Regions from separate parts of the Gasterosteus aculeatus genome. Here region 2 is linked to region 1. A link is a contact called in public Hi-C data. All regions are on one chromosome and are shown on one strand. Each heading gives the region's core, a stretch centred on a gene start, on an enhancer-like site or on the middle of the called end of the contact. The rest is flanking DNA. Distances are from core to core; before and after follow the strand shown.

Region 1 (5,658 bases), core at 2,372-4,871:
AGTCTGCTGTCTTTCTCACGACAACATCATTACAGTGGGCGTGATGAGGCTGGAAGAAAGGGGGAGGGTTTTTTCCCCCCAGTCGCTATGGTAACCTGTTGATGTACCGCCGCGCCCGGAAGCCTTTTAATGGCTTTTCGCGGACATAACAGCAAACCAGCGGGAGGGCATCTGCAGTCCGAGGCTGAGGGACGATCAAAAACCACAGGGGACAGAAATGTCCGTCACAGGTGTCCCCGCAGTCCATTAACTCCCCGGGCGTAGAGACAGTCTGCTCCATTGAACGTGTATTCTGTAATCAAAAGGGTAATTGAGATGTTCCAAGACACTCCACAAAAGTTACAATATGGACTTTCTGAAAATAAGGTCTTTTCCAATTAGTTCAAAGGCAAATATCAAATGACAAAATGTACAGACACCTGGAATCTATTTTCATCAAATCAATATGTATTGCGTGCACACACATTCCGTTATGTGATTGAACATGGTTTTCCAGCGTGTGTGTTGGAGGAGTCGGCTACAATCTGGCGCTCTACTTCCACCCAGTGGAAATAACATTTTTGTGCGGCACACGTTGACCTTCGTTTGACCTCCAGCGGGACGGCATTCCAGGACTTAAAAGGCAAAGAATATATATATATACGCGTGAGGATTTCATCAAATCTTGTACCCACCTGTAGGCTGCCATCTTCTGCCCATCCAAAGTGAACAACAGCTTGAAGAGTCAAACTCACGCGTCGCCAAAAGGACCAGAGGGGGAGATGAGTTCCTTGCAGTGGAACTCTCTGAAGACCACGTCTCTCTCTGCAGACTATTCGGGTCGCGACCCCTCGCTCGGCAGCGGGGGGGGGGGGGGGGGGGGGGGGGGGCCTACACAGAGGGTCTAAATGAGTCTCCTGAGAGTCAGCTGGGCAACACCTGCTGGGCGTCAACAAGTGACATGCTGCCATTCAATTAGGTAACGACGGGGTCTCTCTGGCTTTTATTTAAAACGACTCCAGAGGTTCATTGTGTGTACGCGTGCACGAGTTAGAATGTAGCCAGGTGGACTTTCGGGCAGATTATATTTAATGAACACACACATGTAGTTTCAGGGGAAGGTGGAGGAAAATACTGTCTGTACAGGTGGAAATAGTGTTGTTTTGCAAAGAGAAACGCTGCATGGAGAATTTGCTATTAACACCACCACACATCACGTTTAATAAAGTCGACAACAACATTCATTTACGATCCCCCCCCCCCAATAAGACACAGTCCAGGAACAACTCGGCGATCCAGTCGCTCACTTCCAGGAGCCGGACTTGCCCTTTGCCCCGCGGGAGGTCTTGGGCCCTTTGGAGCCCCGCTGGTGGTCGCTGACGCGGTTCCGCAGCACGTGGATGTCGTACTTCTGCCTCTTGAGCTTCTCGGCCAGCTCGAACTTCTCCGCGTGCAGCTGCTGGAGCCACCGCCACAGGTCGCGCGCCTTGTCCGCCAGCTTCTCCTGGCTCAGGTGGTCGATGTTGAGCGGCCTCCGGCGCTCCGTCAGCGCCTTCTTCTTCTCCTCCCGCGCCGTCAGCTTCTTGCCCTTCCTCTGGTCCGCCTTCTGCAGGTAGCCGCCGAACGACTTGCTGGTGAAGGTCTTCTTCTTCTTCGCCTCCTCGTCGGCGCGCAGCTTGGCCGCCGCCTCCTCCTCGCGGCGCGCCCTCTCCCCGGCGAGGCGCGCCGCGCGCTCCCGCTCCCGCTCGGCGCGCACGCGTTGCTGCTCCGCGCGGTCGGAGCGGCGGCGCTCGATGCGGCCGCGCAGCGCCAGGAGCTCCTCCTCCTCCTTTTGCCGCGCGGAGAAGTGCGACTCTATCAGCGTCTGGAGGTCGTCGAAGTCCTTCTCCAGGCGCCTGCGGTGCAGGTCGTCGAAGTCCACCTTCTCGCCGTCCGGGAGCTTCGGAGGGGCGATGTTGGGCACGTAAGTCGTTTTAGGCCTCCGCTTGCAGTCCTCCTCGGGCTCTGCCGCCTCCGCCTCATCCTCCTCCCGCTCCTCTTCTTCGGCTTCTTCCTCCTCCAGCTCGTTGTACTCCTCGCTGTCTGACATGATGGAGGCCTTCTAGGCGGGAGGAGGCAGGGCGACCACTGAGACCAGCTGCGGGACGACTTGCTTCTCGGGGCCTGCTCGGGGGCTTTTAAGGGGTTCGCCTGGTTTTTCTTTTTTAACCACGTGACCTCCAGAGTCTCCAGAGTGGGGGGGGGGGGGGGGGGGGGTCAGCCGCGGGGCGGACTTTGAGACAGATGGAGAAGTCTATTTTCTCCTCAACAAACCTTCAGCTACGCTTGACCCCCCCTTCCCCGCCCTCCTCTATGACCCTGCGGCGCCTCCTCATTCCTTTGTAAGGACAAGATGAGACTATTTCAGATCCGCGCACACACACACACACACACACACACACACACACACACACACTTGTGCTCTCCAGTCCCACACAGCAACATCATCAGGGACAAATGACAGAGAACTTCTACAGGCCTTCTGAGGCCTCAGCGACGTGGAAGCAGCGGATAAATGGAGATCGATGTGCTTCACCCCTGTAGGTCGTATTTCACGCCCGGTTTGGGGGGAGGGGGGGGGGCCTGCTAATCCATCGTGAAGGTTTAAAGGCCACCGTGGTGTTTGGAGGAGTTCCATGCGGCCTCGGAGCCGGGGAGGACTTTAATGAGGGGAAGTTACAGCTGTCACATTCTCCAAAAACAGCCGCCACCTTGAAATAAAAAACTACAGCCTGGCATCTCTGGGGTTTGTCTTCATCCGTTTAATGTCGATTCACATCTGCGTAAAGTTATTGTTTCACCAATAACTGTTATTATTTTCCATCAGGGGATCGCCAGCAAGAACAAAGACAAAGACGAGTCTCCACGCTGGAATGTAATTAAAACATTCTTGCTATCGGAGGCTCTTCGCCTCTCAGCGCTGCCTGGATTAAAGCGTAATTGCTCCCACGATGCAACGCTGTGTCAACAATTAATGTTCCCGAGTCTTGAGTTGTGATGAAGTCGACAAACGCATGAGATAACTGACTGGGGGGGGGGTCTGGGTTGGAGGTTCAGGAGCTCCGTCGGGTCTGAGAATTCAAAGTAAACGGTGGCATCGGCCTCGTTAGAATGAACGCCGTTCTGGTGCACAGCGGAAGATGACACCTTCAGGAGGAGGGGGGTTCAGTTCCATTCTTCCGCTGTAGCTCTCGGCGAGGATAGGTTCATTGCGGCATATAAGGAAAGACACATTTGAAGGAGAACGTTCCCTGTCTCATCCGACAGAGTGGACCTCCGCTCCACATGCCAGCCCACCGCAGCAGGTGGTCCCGGCGCGATACGGGTTACTGGCAGTGAGGGACAACTGTGTCCATCAGCGCAGGAAGGCAACAAAGGCTATAAATAGCTGCGGTTTGAAGCCGTCCGCAGAGAGCAAGTAGAGTGAGTTGAGCAAACCAAACGGTTCGTGATGAAACAATGAAAAGAGCTGCTTTTTCTTTTGAGGGGTCGACGTCCTTAAGAGGAATTAGAAACGTTTAATGCAACGTTTGAAGACAGAAAAAAGGAATACAAAATGTGAAAAATCGGCAATAGAAATGATAAACAAACCACACAGGACTAAATGTTATTATGTGTGCGTCACTGCAGTGTATTCAACCTTTTATTAATCTTAAATAGCATGACTCATTTTTGCATACCAACGCTGCAGATGTCAGTTGTGTGTGACGTTCACGCGCTGATGGAGCCTCTCATGCAAGATGCCCGTCAGCACCAAACCAAGTGACATCCACACACCGACGTTATGAGCAATCAATCAGGGATCAAACAGCCAGACTTGTAGGCAACACCGAGGCAACAGGGACCTCATGTGGTCAGAAGCATGCAGTGTTTCCAGCAGTTTGCAGAAAATACTCAACTGAGGAATCTCAATATCTACGGATTGTTTTGCACCTGCTTCGATGGTAAACTGATGCAAAATGGCATCCACAACATGTAAAAAAAACATATATATATATAATATTGAGTTACATTAATATCGAGCCAGTGGATAATAATTGTTCAGAGTTGATCAGTTGATCGAGCTACGTTTTCTCTCTTTAAACAACCAGCGTGCAACGCAGTGAGCGATTTCATTCTGTCACGTTTTAGTTGCGCGTTTTGTAGTCCTTCTTTCGTTGTAGTTCCACCGTAACAGCGCCACGTCACTGACACGCGCCGTCGCGTCATGATGACGCGGCTCATTGCTCCGCCCTCTTTCTCTCCTGTTATGAGAGCGGAACGGCCGGAGTCGGAACCTGGTAAAATGACTTGTTTTATAATGAATATTTTCTTAAATAAACGGACTGTCTGTGTTTTTTTTTTTTTTTCAGACGCTGCGGTCACGTGTGGCTGGATGTTTGTTCCCCCCGAGTGAAGTAGTGCGCACTGATGTTATAAAATATAACTTATATATGTAGGACTCAATGTCCCCCTTATCTGTCCCATACCTGGATAACTAAGGACATCGGTGTTAATGCATTTACAAAGACTTAATATCATACGAGGGATCACAAGCGAGAACGTTTGGGAGTTTATAAACTCTGAGCTTAAGGTCTTGGCGGTTGATCACTTTAGGACAGTTGATGCCACCTTCTCAGCTCACTCGTACTTCTCCTCCATTCAGGTCCACCATGCTGCGAGTCACAACCTCCTCGCTGTGCGCCTGCAGCCGGAGGTTGAGGCTCCTCGGCCCGCCCTCTGCCTCCGCCTCCACGGCGGCCCCTCCCCCTAAAACGCCGGAGAACCAGCTCACCGTGCGGTCCCTCTACCAGCTGTCGGTGGACATCCGTAAGGTGCGCAAGTCCAAGGCCTGGGTTCTGTCCGAGGGATCCGCGTACGTCCGCGAAACCGCCGAGCTGCTGCGGGACATGGGCGCCGACGCGACGGCGATCGCGAGCATCCTGGAGACGCACCCCGAGGCGGTCCTGTGTCGCCCGGAGGAGGCGGCAGCCCAGCGCGACCTTTGGGTGTCCGTGTGCCCCAACAAGCGCGAGCTGATGAGCATGGTGGAGAAGTTCCCGGCCTCTTTCTTCACGCTGACCCACCACGGGCACCAGCGGGCAAACGTCCTCTTCCTCCAGAGTCTGGGCCTCGGCAACAGGATCATCGGCAAGCTGATGGCCAGCGCCCCGCAGAGCTTCAGCCGACCCGTGGGGCTCAACAAGGAGGTCGTGCACACCCTGAGAGAGACCTACCTGGAGCTGGGCGGGGACGAGGGCGACCTGCGCGTCTGGCTGCGGAAGCTCCTCGCGCAGAACCCGCACATCCTGCTGCGGCCGGCCGGCGCCTGGAGGGACAGCCTGGGCTTCCTGAGGGAGCGGGGCTTCACCACGGAGGAGCTCCTCGGCCTGGTCTCCAGCCTCAGGGCCTCCGTCGCGGAGCTGCGGCCGGAGGCCATGCGCCGGGCGCTGGGTTACGTGGAGGCGGCCCTGGCCTGCTCCGAGGACGAACTGAAGCAGATAGCGACCCGCTGCCCGGCCGTTCTGCACCACTCCCTGCCCACCCTGGCGGCGCGTTTCCAGGGGCTGATGGACGTCGGGCTGAGCGCGCAGCAGGTGAAGGAGTCCCCGAACGTGCTGGAGCTCACCACGCCGATCGTGCTCTACCGCATCCAGAAGC
Region 2 (5,508 bases), core at 1,133-3,632, 140 kb after region 1:
AATGATTCCAGCACAAAGACAGATGGTACAAAATGAGAATCGCTTTAGGTTGAATTATCCTTTACTTAAAAAACGGCACTTCAGGAACCTTTTTTTGTAGTTTGTAGTACAAACCTACCGTCGAGAGCTTCTCAATGTCTTCATCTGAAGCTCCGAGCGAGGCCAGTCCAATCTCCTGCAATAGTGCAAGGGAAATAGAATGAAAGGTCCGACACCCCAGACCCCCCCCCCCCCCCCCCCCCGATGACGTCACAGGAAGTGACCTGGCGGTACGCGGTTACCTGGGAGAACTGCGCAAACTCTTTGTCCGCCAGCATGGGGATGTGGCCGAGGAGTTCGTGGCAGCAGTCTCTGTGGGAGCGGACGGAAGCGGGGTCGAATGAATGAACGAATGAACGAATGAATGAATGAATGAATCGGGCCTGACACGATGACTCACGGCTCGGGGGAGTGCATGGGCGCAGAGGAGTGGCGGATGTACTGCGTGCACTGAAACACCCTGAAGGCCAGACTGCACAGGAAGTCTCTGGCCGACAGCAGGCCGGCGACTGGACGCAGCTGGAAACCGGTTTTGCCTGAAAAGCCGCAGAAAAAATATGCTTATGAGCCCACATTTTATGGCATCGTTGGTCCCTATCGTCATTTAACTGCCCCCTATACTACCTGGTTTCTCATCTCGCTCACCTTTTCTCCCAAAGACACTAACACCTCCCCCAGAATTCTACTTCTTTACCATGTCCCGCAGAGACTGTCCTGGATCTAAAGGTTCCCGTCACCTTTGAGGAAGGCGGAGACCTCCCTGAGCTGAGGGATGCGGTCCTCTCCGTAGCCGGCCTCCTCCTCCAGCTGCTGCAGCCCGTCCAGGAACTGCCTGCAGGCCAGGCCGGGATAAATGCCCCTCAGCTGCCGGTAGACGTGCCTCCTTTCAACACAGCGATCACGCACACCATTACGCACGGTAATCTTGCGCCCCCCCCGGCCCTTTTTGTAACCTGCGCTTCCTCCTCACCACGTGGACACTTCCTCTGCCGTGTACTCCACGGTGGGCAGCGGCTCCCCCCTGTGACAGAGACGATATCCCACGTAAGAGAGACGGCGCGGCGGCTCATGGAGACGGAGGAGCGCCCGACTCACTGTTTGTGCGTGAAGGCGAGCTCCGAGATGAAGGCCCGTCGTTTTCTGTACTCCGGATCGCTGTGTCCCTGAGGGACAAACCAATAAGACACGACATTAGTACAAATCGGCCTACATGTCATTAAAAACTGAGATCCTGTAGCAGATGAACGGAGAGTCTCACTGGATGATCCTGGTCCATGTCTGGATCAAATTTGGTTATTAACATGTTGCACCTGTCGAGGTCTTTTATCTGTCGGGGGAACCATGGAACTGTGACGAGAGGCAAAAGATGTAATTAATGCTTTTGTCATATGAAAGGACCAGTAATTGGTTTTAAGTGTTCAATGAAACACGACAACAAAAAAGCGCAGTGATGAAACCGTGCACCCTTTTCCTCCGGGACGGAGCGCACGTCGTCGACCACCCTCTTCAGTGAGTTGACGAAGACGTCCAGGTCGGAGCTGTGCACCTCGCACTTCATGAAGAACTCCAGGTCAGTGGCGCCGTTCTTCGACTTCCTCCCCGGGCGGCTTTCGACGTGGAGAAGTTTGGCCTCGAACGTCTGTGGAGGACCAAGGTTATTCTTTCCGTGCAAGAAGAAGCTCCTCACTGGCTTTGTAGTCGCGTTTTTGTCTTTGTTATGAGGAAATGTGAGGGGCTACAACCTCAACGCACCTTTAACTTCAGGTGATGCTACATTACATTAAAACACGTTTACACCAGTAATGTTACTGTTGCAGTCAGGAATTAGAGATAATAAGCAGTGCGCATTAGTGTAATTAACTAAGCATTTACTCAATTAGGCCTTTTTGTATTTTAAATCGCAGCGTTCTATTTCACATAAACACATGACATCATTGTAGGATTTTTGCCTTTTTAATAAAAATCGATTAAAAAGGTGTTTTTTGGACGCAGTAAAATAATCGTACCTCGAAAATCTTCCCGGTCTTGAAGAAGCCCGCGTGTTTCTCCCCGCTGAGGGCGAAGAGCACGTTGATCGTGACCCGGCCGTCCTTCTCCTCGAACACGAGGCCGTCGGCGTGCCGGGAGGGCCCCGGGGGGCCCGCGGAGCCGCTGCCGCGCTCCCGGCGAGCGTCCTCGATCAGGCTCTGCTTCCTCCCGGCGAACGGTGGCGCCTGCGCGCCGCCCTCCGTCTTCATGGCTCCGCCGCCGCAGACTCCTCGGGTTCGGGACCGCAGCCAAATTGGATGCGCGCCACCGACACCTGCGCGCTTAAGTAGAACCGTCATCAGAGGCTCCATGGAGATGAGTCGGGCTCTTCAGGGCCTGATTTACGTCATGATTATGTCTCTTCTGGGGGCCCAAAAAAAAAAGGGGGAGGTGACAACAGACCACAAAATGAGTCATAGAAGAGAGAGAGGTTGTTGTTGTTAGGTTATTTATTTATTATTATTATTTATTTAAGTGCATCAAGCGCAGTTCTTCTGGATTTGTGGAGATTAAGCGGTTTTTGTTGAACACGGGGACTTTCTATTAATTAAAAAAGGAATAACTCAAACTATTTAACAGATATATTTACACTAAAAATATGTAATGTTATGGTATTTTTGTGAGTCCATTTCTCTCACTTTAAAAATAATTATATCAATTCATGACATATATCATTTTATTCTATAAAACCTAGTTTCAATACATTTTGAATATTTTCCAATTTTATGTTTTTACCCGGCAATTGTCAAGAAGCACAACGTTTAAGCGAATTAACAAAAAACGATTGAGAAAAGCATTTAAGGGTTAATATAGTAAAATAAAATAATCTGCCATGCATATGCTTAAATAAATAAGCCATTTTATTTTTAAATACCCCAACATGTAAACTGTTTAGTTGATTCAAAAACCTTTGTTTTGCATCTTCTCAAACAAATCTTCACAAGCGTTGACCAAATAGTAGGACATATATATCAACCTTTTTTTTTATAACAACTGTTAGGACTTTTATATTTTTTACAAACTGCTGTTTTTTTTCTTTTTCTCTTTTAGACGTTTTATATAGCTCCCTTCTTAGACGCCTTATTTGTCATTGACTCATACGGATGACCATACAATATAACACATTTTAATAATATAAGACCCTAAATCTTACTCATTCATTACTTAATAACAGTTCTAATAACCCATTAATAGGTTAATTGGTTGTTCGATGTCCCACACATGATTCTGCAAGGATAATATTATTAAAATACAAAAAGGAGCTACGAGTAAAGGAAGACACACATGACAAAGAAAGAAGAGAAATGTTTATTGTTTCATCAAAACATTCCATACATACAAAACATAATGTTTTGTGGCCAAAAAAAATATCTGCATGCTGAAGAAAATCGTCACTTCTGCGGTTTTTACATAATATTACACATAAATTTTAATGTTTACACACTGGGTTTAGTGATTATTATTATCTTTATTAATACGGATATGATTGTCACTGTAATAATGCCATTATATATTTGTTTAACTACAAAGAAAGAAAAGACGTCTGAAACCTTATTGAACACAGAGATTCTCAGAGCGCTTTCGGTTCAGAGAACATTCACACTTAATCCAGTTTCTTCAGGGCTTCGCACAGTTTGTCCATCTCGCCTGAAAGAAGAAAAAAAACAATCAATATTTAGACAAAAAAAATGAACAACCTAAGGCTGTTTTTAGAATTTCTAGAATTAATACAGTGTCTTAAAGTTCCTCACTAGCAAACTGGGTTTCCTGCTAATGTCCTTTTCATATTGCTCTTAATGTATTTGTCCGTTTTACAATATTGATCCTAACGATCTAGTAGATTTTTTCATGAAGATATTCATGGGGGACCTTCTTTTCAATCGCCAGTGATAGAAAGTAAAGCGCTTGTGACCTGTGACCTTGTGAGTCTGCCGCACGGCACCGTTCTTTGTGGGCTGGTCAGTAAATCAGTGTGACATCGATGATGATTGTTACGCACTGTGGATGCTGTCGGCCAGGTTCCTCAGCTGCTGACTGTTGTCCAGCACCTCGATGCTCTGGGTGTAGGCGTTGTAGCGCACCGTGAAAGGCCTCGGGATGGTGGCCGCAAATTTCCTGTAAGGAGGAAGTGAACGTTTAAAACAAAAATATTCTACTTGATCCTTCTGTGTGTGTGTGTGTGTGTGTGTGTGTGTGTGTGTGAGATTCACTCGCCTCACTCTCTCTTTGGCGTCCTCGAAGCTCTCCGCCACAAAGTAAACGGGCTGGTACTCCGTGATGGGGTACTTCTGGAGGCTGGTCTTGGCGGGGTCAAAGGGCAGGATTGTGGGCTTGTCCGACAAGCAGTACTGAAAGAAAAAAACGAGCGTCAGTGTACGAGGACGTCTCCCCCCTCCCTCCCCTCTCTCCCCTCTTACCTGCAGCTCGCCAAACGATGAAAGCAAGCCGGCGCCGAAGGCTTTGACCTCGGAGCCCTGCTTGCACAGGCCGAACTCCACGGTGAACCAGTAGACCTGAGGACACGCGCGAGGTCAGCGCGTGTGACTGTTGTCGTCGCAAGTTCACACCAAAGCAGTTTAACAGCAGTTTAATTAACCTTAAAGTTGCACGAATAACCACCAAAAGTAACCAGAAGGAAGGTAAATCCGTACGCCGTACTCACAGTGGCGAGTTTCTCGATGAACTCATCGGGGGCGGCGAGGGAGGCCAGACCGATTTCCTACACGGAATAAAATCGACAAAGCAGAAAAATAAAAAAAAAGTTCACAAAGATCACAAACGTTTCATAGATTTGTGTGTTAAGATGCAACTTTATTGATCCTCTCTGGAGAAAGTACACGTTTCAGAGGTCAAACAACACAGAGGATATGATGCAGTCTAAGTTAGAAGCCCATGATTTGTTATACATTATCATCATGACACTAACTTTGCTATCAGCTCATTAATCGTGTGTGTTTCCCGTTTTTTCTCTGACGGGTCGCCTGGTTACCTGTGAGAATTGGGCGAAACTGGAGTCGGCAAACAGAGGAACGTGTCCCAGGAGCTCGTGGCAGACATCCCTGCATCAGAAACCAAAACCACTCCTTAAAATCAATCCAAACGTGTTTTTTTCCCCCTCTTTATTACGAGCAGAGTCTCGGGGGGGCACTCACGGCTCAGGTGTGTAGGTGGGCTTGGATCCGTGGCGGATGTACTGCGTGGAATGAAAGACGCGGAAGGCGAGCCCGGCCAGGAAGTCCCGGGACGAGAGCAGGCCGGCCACCGGGCGAAGCCGGAAGCCTGTGCACGCTGCAGGGAGGAGAGAGAGAGGAGGGGGGAGAGGGGGGGCAGGTGAGTGTCTGACCGGGTTAGATAACAGCCAGTAAGAGGGGCAGGAAGTAGGGCCTGTAAACCGGTCCTGCCCCCCCCCTCTAAGTCCATGGAGCAACGGGCCGCTCACAC

The links. Hi-C and Micro-C count contacts between places; a contact is called where the count stands out from the background.
Region 2: a contact with region 1 is called in a Hi-C map of skeletal muscle, with 2.0 times the contacts expected there. The contact joins the promoter of th2 here to the promoter of LOC120816946 in region 1. A contact is called at or near these places in 2 of 6 Hi-C or Micro-C datasets (both in skeletal muscle).

The regions. Positions count from the first base shown.
Region 1 is chr4:33,708,845-33,714,502 of fGasAcu3.hap1.1, forward strand. It overlaps LOC120816946 (troponin T, cardiac muscle isoforms), which reads right to left and starts at 3,622. Exons shown (of 1, transcript XM_078100502.1): 1 at 1,048-3,622. The coding sequence starts at 2,068. The coding sequence ends at 1,283. It overlaps LOC120816945 (transcription termination factor 2, mitochondrial), which reads left to right and starts at 4,223. Exons shown (of 2, transcript XM_040172638.2): 1 at 4,223-4,298; 2 at 4,664-5,658. The coding sequence starts at 4,671.
Region 2 is chr4:33,849,318-33,854,825 of fGasAcu3.hap1.1, forward strand. th2 (tyrosine hydroxylase 2) reads right to left here and starts at 2,383. Exons shown (of 12, transcript XM_040175198.2): 1 at 2,046-2,383; 2 at 1,504-1,678; 3 at 1,298-1,386; 4 at 1,135-1,202; 5 at 1,010-1,060; 6 at 777-922; 7 at 440-575; 8 at 282-351; 9 at 119-175. The coding sequence starts at 2,378. pah (phenylalanine hydroxylase) reads right to left here. Exons shown (of 13, transcript XM_040175200.2): 6 at 5,507-5,508; 7 at 5,220-5,355; 8 at 5,057-5,126; 9 at 4,730-4,786; 10 at 4,485-4,580; 11 at 4,282-4,415; 12 at 4,067-4,182; 13 at 3,363-3,714. The coding sequence ends at 3,671.